Regions from separate parts of the Mus musculus genome. Here region 2 is linked to region 1. The links are chromatin contacts, called in public HiChIP or PLAC-seq maps. All regions are on one chromosome and are shown on one strand. The core of a region is the stretch at or near the end of the contact, and the rest is flanking DNA. Distances in the headings are between cores, read along the strand shown. Region 1 holds the start of Tjp1 (tight junction protein 1). Region 2 overlaps BC046251 (cDNA sequence BC046251).

Region 1 (3,052 bases), core at 373-2,872:
GCTTATAGTTCATGTTAGATAATTTAATTTGGTTACTCAAAATACCACTGGAAAAATTTTAAGAATGGTTACATTATTTGGAAATTTTTAATTGACACACTTTTTAAAGCAAAGTGTTCTGAAAGTGAAATGGTTTTCCTTGATTTCATTTTTTTTTTAAAGCCATGGCAAGATAAGACCAATCAGGTAAATTAGATGTAGACACGATGTAGTGATCTAATATTTAGCTTACATAATAGACTTGATAAACTGATTGACCAAAGAGAAAAGGGAAGGAGTAGGCGCATCAAACTGCTAGGCAGGTTTGCAGAGTGCATCTCTTATTAAATGGTAATGCCCTCCCTGGTATGAAAGTCCTTCAGGAACCGCTTTCTCAGCCACAGCACACCCAAGTCTTTTATAATGCTGTTTTCTCATAGGATAAATTTAATCACCCCCTTTGAGAGAACACAGGACACTTTGCCTGTGAAATAACTACACACACCACAACTAAAACAAAACAAAACAAAAAACAAAACTGACTTTAACTGTTTTCCTACATGCCGAGAAACAGGGTTTGGTTTGCACGATGCTCTTTTCTGGTTCAGCTGGCTTAGAGTTACAAAATACTTGACTTTGAAACCTTAATTGATGTTTACATTTCATGTATGGATATTTCCAAGTTAGAATTAGGTTTAAATTGGTCATATAGTTGAATTCTCAAAAGACAACAATAGTCTAAAAGCCGATGCTTCTGTCTCCCTCTTCCTTGTATGGCTACTGTAGCACTATGCTAGGTACTTTAGGATGTTATCTAATGTTACTAAATTTTTCTAATATTCCTTAAGAGCTTTGCAGTATACAGAATGTAAATTAATGAAGCTCGAAATAGTTTTCTACCTAATTTTTTTTTTTTTTTTTTTTTGGTTCAGCAAGACAGTTGGCCTAAGTTTGCACAGTGGCCTATTGAACTTGTTGAATTCCGCGTGTCCTTACATCCTTTTCTGGTTTAGAAAGGCAGGCAGCCTGCTCTGTCTCTTCAGGGGCCAAGAATTTCAGCAATCTTGATAGCCTAAAATATTCTATTGAGATCCCTGTCTAGCGAGGCGGGAGAAGGGGGCTGGGATTATCTCAGTGTCCAGATTTGTACCTGGTTTATTTAAGGCAGTCGGTTTGTCCTGAGCCTTCTAGAACGCTTCTGTTGTGCTTTAAACAAAAACATATCTCCAATGGGGTAACAGTGCCGAGACACATGGTGACAGTTGTGACCATTGTTACTTGCGAGGCTAAAGAAACCACAGTTGGGTATTGGCCAGGCCGACCTTAATTGTCACACTCCTGCGTGGGGCCCATCTGGGGTTGCTGGTTGAGGAGAAAGTAGACAAGTCTGTGTAGGGAGTCAAAAAGCTTTAGTACACAGGAGTTTGGGGTTCTCGGGGGTGGGGGTGAATCGAATTCTGCCGGATCTGTGATAAAAACAAACAGGATGGATCGCGCGGCAGCGGAAACCGCCTAGCAAGTAACTTGGGTAGCCGAGCTTTTCCTTCCGCGCGGGGGTCGGACCCGGCCTGGCCCCGCCCCTCGCGGAGGCCCCGCCCCCGCCGGCTGGGCATGCTCAGTGGCCCGGTCCGGCAGGTTTTGCGTGGCCGCCTGAGTTGCCCGCGACGGCTCTGCCCGCCGACGGCACGTCTCTCGGCGGCCGCGCGTTCCGGGGAAGTTACGTGCGGGAGCAGGCTTTGGAGGAGACGCCCGAGGGTGTAGGGGACAGCCGGAGGCCCGGGTACTGCGGAGCGGCGAGCCGGCGGAGGGCGGCGGAGGCCGAGCAGGCGGCCGGGTGTGCCCCGCGGAGAAGCCCGGGCGGGGCGGACGCTTCCCGGACTTTTGTCCCACTTGAATCCCCTCCCCGTGGGCCGGGCCTTTCCGGCCTCCCCCGCCCCTGCCCCGCTCGTCCCCGGGAGATGTTTATGCGGACGGTGGCGTGAGGAGCGGGCGGGCCGGCGGCGCGGAGTTTCGGGTCCGAGGAGCTTCGCGCGGCGCGGAGAGAGACAAGATGTCCGCCAGGGCCGCGGCCGCTAAGGTGAGAACCTCTCGGCCAGCCGGGCGGCGGGCTGGGCGGCGGGGGGCGGCGGGGGAGCCTCGCCCCGCCCTCCCCGCGGCGGCAGCCGGGGGCGACCGCGGCGGGGCGGTGAGGGAAGGCGGGAGGGCGGGCTGGGGGTGCGCCTGCCGCCCGGGCAGGTGCACGGCTGCCGGTGCCTGGCTCCGGCTCGCGCTGGGAGGCGACGTGCAACAGGTCCCGCGCCTGGAAAGTCGCCCCGGGTGAGGATTCTCAGGTCCCGGGAGCGTGTCTGCGGAGACCCGGGGGTGTCAGCTGCAGCAGGAGGGTGGGTGGGTAGCCGCGGGGCTGGCTCTGGAGGAGTGGTTGGTACCCGACGAAACCCTATAGTTTCGATCTGATGTCACCCGCTGCGGTATGCGCAATGGCAGCGATAAAGCTTGGAGACAGCAAAACACTCAGCTCTAGAGTAGCTATGGTTTATTTTGAGGTTTATTATTTATGTGAGGCCACAGAAGGAGGAAAGTTTTTAAGCACTTTAATTTCAACTTTCAGAAGTAGCACAAAGTGTCCCTACACATGGACAGTAAGATGGGTGCAAACCAAAAGAGCCCGGTGAATTCTGCACAAAACAACTTGCCTATTTTCCTGTGTGCTTTGAAGTGTGCTTCTTGACAGTGTGTTATATTATTATTACATTAGGCTAAAATTCTTAAAGATGAAGTAGAATCCTTCTTTTGTACGTTTTAATTAAAAAAAAATCCTAAAGTGCTTGCTTTTTCAATGACAGACATACAGTGTGAGAAAAATCAATCCGTTATTCAAACAGCTTAAACAGGTGGTGATTTTATGTAGTTTTCTATTTGAAATACTTAATCATAACCTTTGAGAATAGATGGAAATTTCTGAATTCTTGACAGGACCTTGTTTCTTTGGCAGATACAAGGTTTAGTATAGATTGTTTTAAGGAATAGAGTATTGCTCCTGTAGGAGTAATTTAGTTTGTATCTTTTTTTTTGA
Region 2 (3,153 bases), core at 531-3,030, 240 kb before region 1:
AAGTGGGAGGGACCAAGAGCCCAATTCTATCTCAGTCTGTGACAGGTCTGACATAGGAAATGGCTCATGTACTCTGATGGTTCAAGTTTCCCCACTGGCCACTTAATGAAGGGGAAAGAGAAATTTGAGGTTTAGTTTTGGTTGTCCCTGATAAGAGTTTTCTTTCCCTTTCTCTTCTCACCTCCTCTGTATGGTGTGTGTGTGTGTGTGTGTGTGTGTGTGTGTGTGTGTGTGTGTGTGTGTATCTAGGTAAGGTAGAGAGATTTAAAGGATTGGGGCTGTCCAGGGGAGCAGCAGGAACCCTGGCTATAGGGTCAGAGTGAAAGCAGCCCTAGCAGGGGTTATCAAGAACATTTGAGCTGGTCGTGGTGGCGCACGCCTTTAGTCCCAGCATTTAGGAGGCAGAGGCAGGCGGATTTCTGAGTTCGAGGCCAGCCTAGTCTACAAAGTGAGTTCCAGGACAGCCAGGGCTACACAGAGAAACCCTGTCTCGAAAAAAAAAAATCTGGATTGGATATTGGTCTTCCAAATTTGGCAAGACACATGTAGCTTCTCTCATGCAAGGCAGAATCTTGGGACAGTGCCGTCAAGGACTTTAGAGGACTTTATAAGGTTGTAACAGAAAAAGTAAGGTATAGACTTGGTGTATTGTAGAGGGTCCAGACCTGACAATGCTTCTCAGATTGTAGCCTGGTGACATCACACAGGAAAATTACCTGTGTGTGGCTCAAATTTGTTCCAGTGTTCCAGTATTTAAGAATATAGCTTACTGGGAAGTCAGAAGGGAAAGAGGTCTGTCCCACAGCCAGACTACTGAGGAACTGCCCCACAGGAGGTTCTCTTAGTAAGTAGTGACCCCCTCTTACTATCTATAATGGACTGGAGGCACCCCTTTATAAGGGGGATTCACCTACTAAAAAGGGTTTCTCCAAGTTCAGGGACATCAACACAAAGACATGTCTACCTCTCAGTGCAAGGTTAGATTATTCAAGGGATTTGTGTAAGCAAAGGAGAGGCTCACTCACTGACTCAATGGAAGGTGGGGGCTTACTCCACAACAGTGCTTGAGGAATGAGACAGAAAGGCAAGGGTTGCGAAAGCACGTGAGTCAGCTGCCACTGTGCCAGTTCAGATAAATAATAGTACAGACATCGAGATGGGAGAAGGAATAGAAGACACAAGCCCTCCAAAGTGCAGTGGCAGCAAATCTGTCAGGGAGAAGGGAGTGGGAGTCCTCCAAAGATATGTGGGCTCATCCTGAATGAGTAGCTGCCAATCATACCCCTCACTGAGAGCGAAAGGGGCTCTGAGGAGAGGAATGTAACCCCCTTACCATCACGGGCTGTAAAATGTAAAAACCGTCCAGCTTCTCCATTGCTTTCATGTCCGTCCAAAGTGTAGCCTTGGCCAGGGTCTGTCAGTTAAGAATGGGCAGTAAGCTTTTCCACAAGGCACCAAAAGGAATCCCAATGCATGATGGTAACCCAGGGTCACAACTTGGAGGCCTTTGGGCATCTCTGGAAAGCAGCCCCAGCTAGGACTTTCAGTTGCCACAGAACAACTGACCAAATACCACTAGCATTACTCGGAGGGGAGGCAAGAAGAGAAGTCCCCATGTGGGTCCCAAAGTTGTGTCAGGAAGTGTTGGTAATGGGCCAGTGATGTGGGAGATGAAAGGACTTACCAGGACGTGAAAGCGGAAGTAGAGTTTATCCACACACTGTGGTACAGCTACAGAGGCAGGAGAGTAGACGCTGTCTGCACAGAGGCATTCCTGGGGGTGCCCTTATGCAGAGACTTCCAGGCAGGCGGTGTTTCAGCGTTTGCAATAACTGCAGACAGGCTTGTTATAGTTCCATCTCTTTGAGGAGATAACGATCCTGCTCACAGGCTACAACGGTTTTGTTTGTCTAAGCCCAACCTGTCCTTGGGTAGTAAGCCTTGTTCTGAAGCTAAAACAGCTGAGTCTAGCCATCACTCCAAAATAGTGTCCACAGAAAGCAATCATGGGAGCAGAGGGCAAGCAGGTTGGCATGAGTGTGTGGAAGCCCCAGGGCGCCAGGAAACAGGACTTTTGCTCTTTTCTCTTGGCCCCAAGTCAATGGCCTGCTTCTAATTGCTGGGAGCCTGGAAACTGATTCTCAGCCCCACATCCCACTCCTTGCAGCTTCTGTGACTCACCGCTGTGCCACTGGGTGGCGGTGCCAGCTGGCAATCTTGCTCGGAGCTGATACACTCACATCTCCCTATGAGGACCAGGCATGTCTGCCAAGTTCCATCCCATGCGCCCTGGAAAGATGGGAAGACACATGCATCTGAAATGCTTTCTGCCTCAGAACTGGAGATACAAGATCAAGGGGAGTCATCCAGGAGCCATGGGCCAGAGCTGGTGCCAGGAGCTGGCCTTGCTTTACTAACTCAGAACCCAGCCTTATATTTCTGATGGATGGAATCTGACCATCCTGCAGGGATGGGTTGCCAAAGCTATTTTTGATTTGTGTGGGTACAGTGCAAAGTCAAAAAAAAAAATGTAACCCATAGAATACAGCTGCAATTATTAAACAAAAAACCAAAACACAAAGCAAAAAACTCTACCGACCAGATCAGATCAGAAATGCAGCAATCAGGCTCTAGGTCAGGAATCCAGGTCAGGCACACAGAAGAAGACCACGTGGCTCTGAGCCTAGCTTGGGAGCACCAGATGAGCGAGGCAGAAGAATGAAAGGAGCACTCACTCCCAGAAGAACTCGGGATCAAGATCAGACTGGAGCAGCAGTCGTCCAGCAGAGGAAAGGGTATCCGGAGGCATATGTGGCTGGGGCAGTAGGCTCCTCCCTAAGTAACTGACTACCTTCCCTGGAATTCCAGAAGGGTGTAAAGTCAGGTGCTATGGGAAGCACAGGGAACAACCTCTAGTAGTTGGTTTCGATGAAAGTATGAAAGGGTGAGTATCCTCATCATCTACTGATGCATAATAAACTATTAACACAAACAGCACCTGCGGGCAGGATACCTGGACACAGCTCACTTGTGAATCCAGCTCCAGGTTTCTCAGAAGGCTACAGTCAGGGTGTCAGACATGATGTCATCTGAAGGTGCCACTGGAGCAGGATCGCGTCTAAGCTTCCCCCATGTCCTTTTTGGAGGCATTCA

Evidence for each region. HiChIP or PLAC-seq counts read pairs in DNA pulled down with a chosen protein or histone mark.
Region 2: an H3K4me3 HiChIP or PLAC-seq map of forebrain shows a contact between it and region 1, with 5 times the contacts expected there. The contact joins the enhancer-like site here to the promoter of Tjp1 in region 1. A contact is called at or near these places in 1 of 39 promoter capture datasets (cranial neural crest) and 5 of 115 datasets of contacts at active chromatin or transcription factors (embryonic basal ganglia, embryonic forebrain, embryonic stem cells and 2 more).

The regions. Positions count from the first base shown.
Region 1 is chr7:65,369,814-65,372,865 of GRCm38.p6, reverse strand. Tjp1 (tight junction protein 1) reads left to right here and starts at 1,622. Exons shown (of 27, transcript NM_001163574.1): 1 at 1,622-2,056. The coding sequence starts at 2,030.
Region 2 is chr7:65,609,433-65,612,585 of GRCm38.p6, reverse strand. BC046251 (cDNA sequence BC046251) reads right to left here. Exons shown (of 8, transcript NR_131060.1): 3 at 3,014-3,153; 4 at 2,600-2,856; 5 at 2,182-2,289; 6 at 1,685-1,832; 7 at 1,334-1,414. Among named protein-coding and RNA genes, the nearest start is that of BC046251, 29 kb to the right of the region's middle. Within about 2 kb of position 1,780, at least 13 of the 459 cell types and tissues checked have an H3K27ac peak or open chromatin away from gene starts, as enhancers often do. A contact at or near this core is called in forebrain, where this site is marked.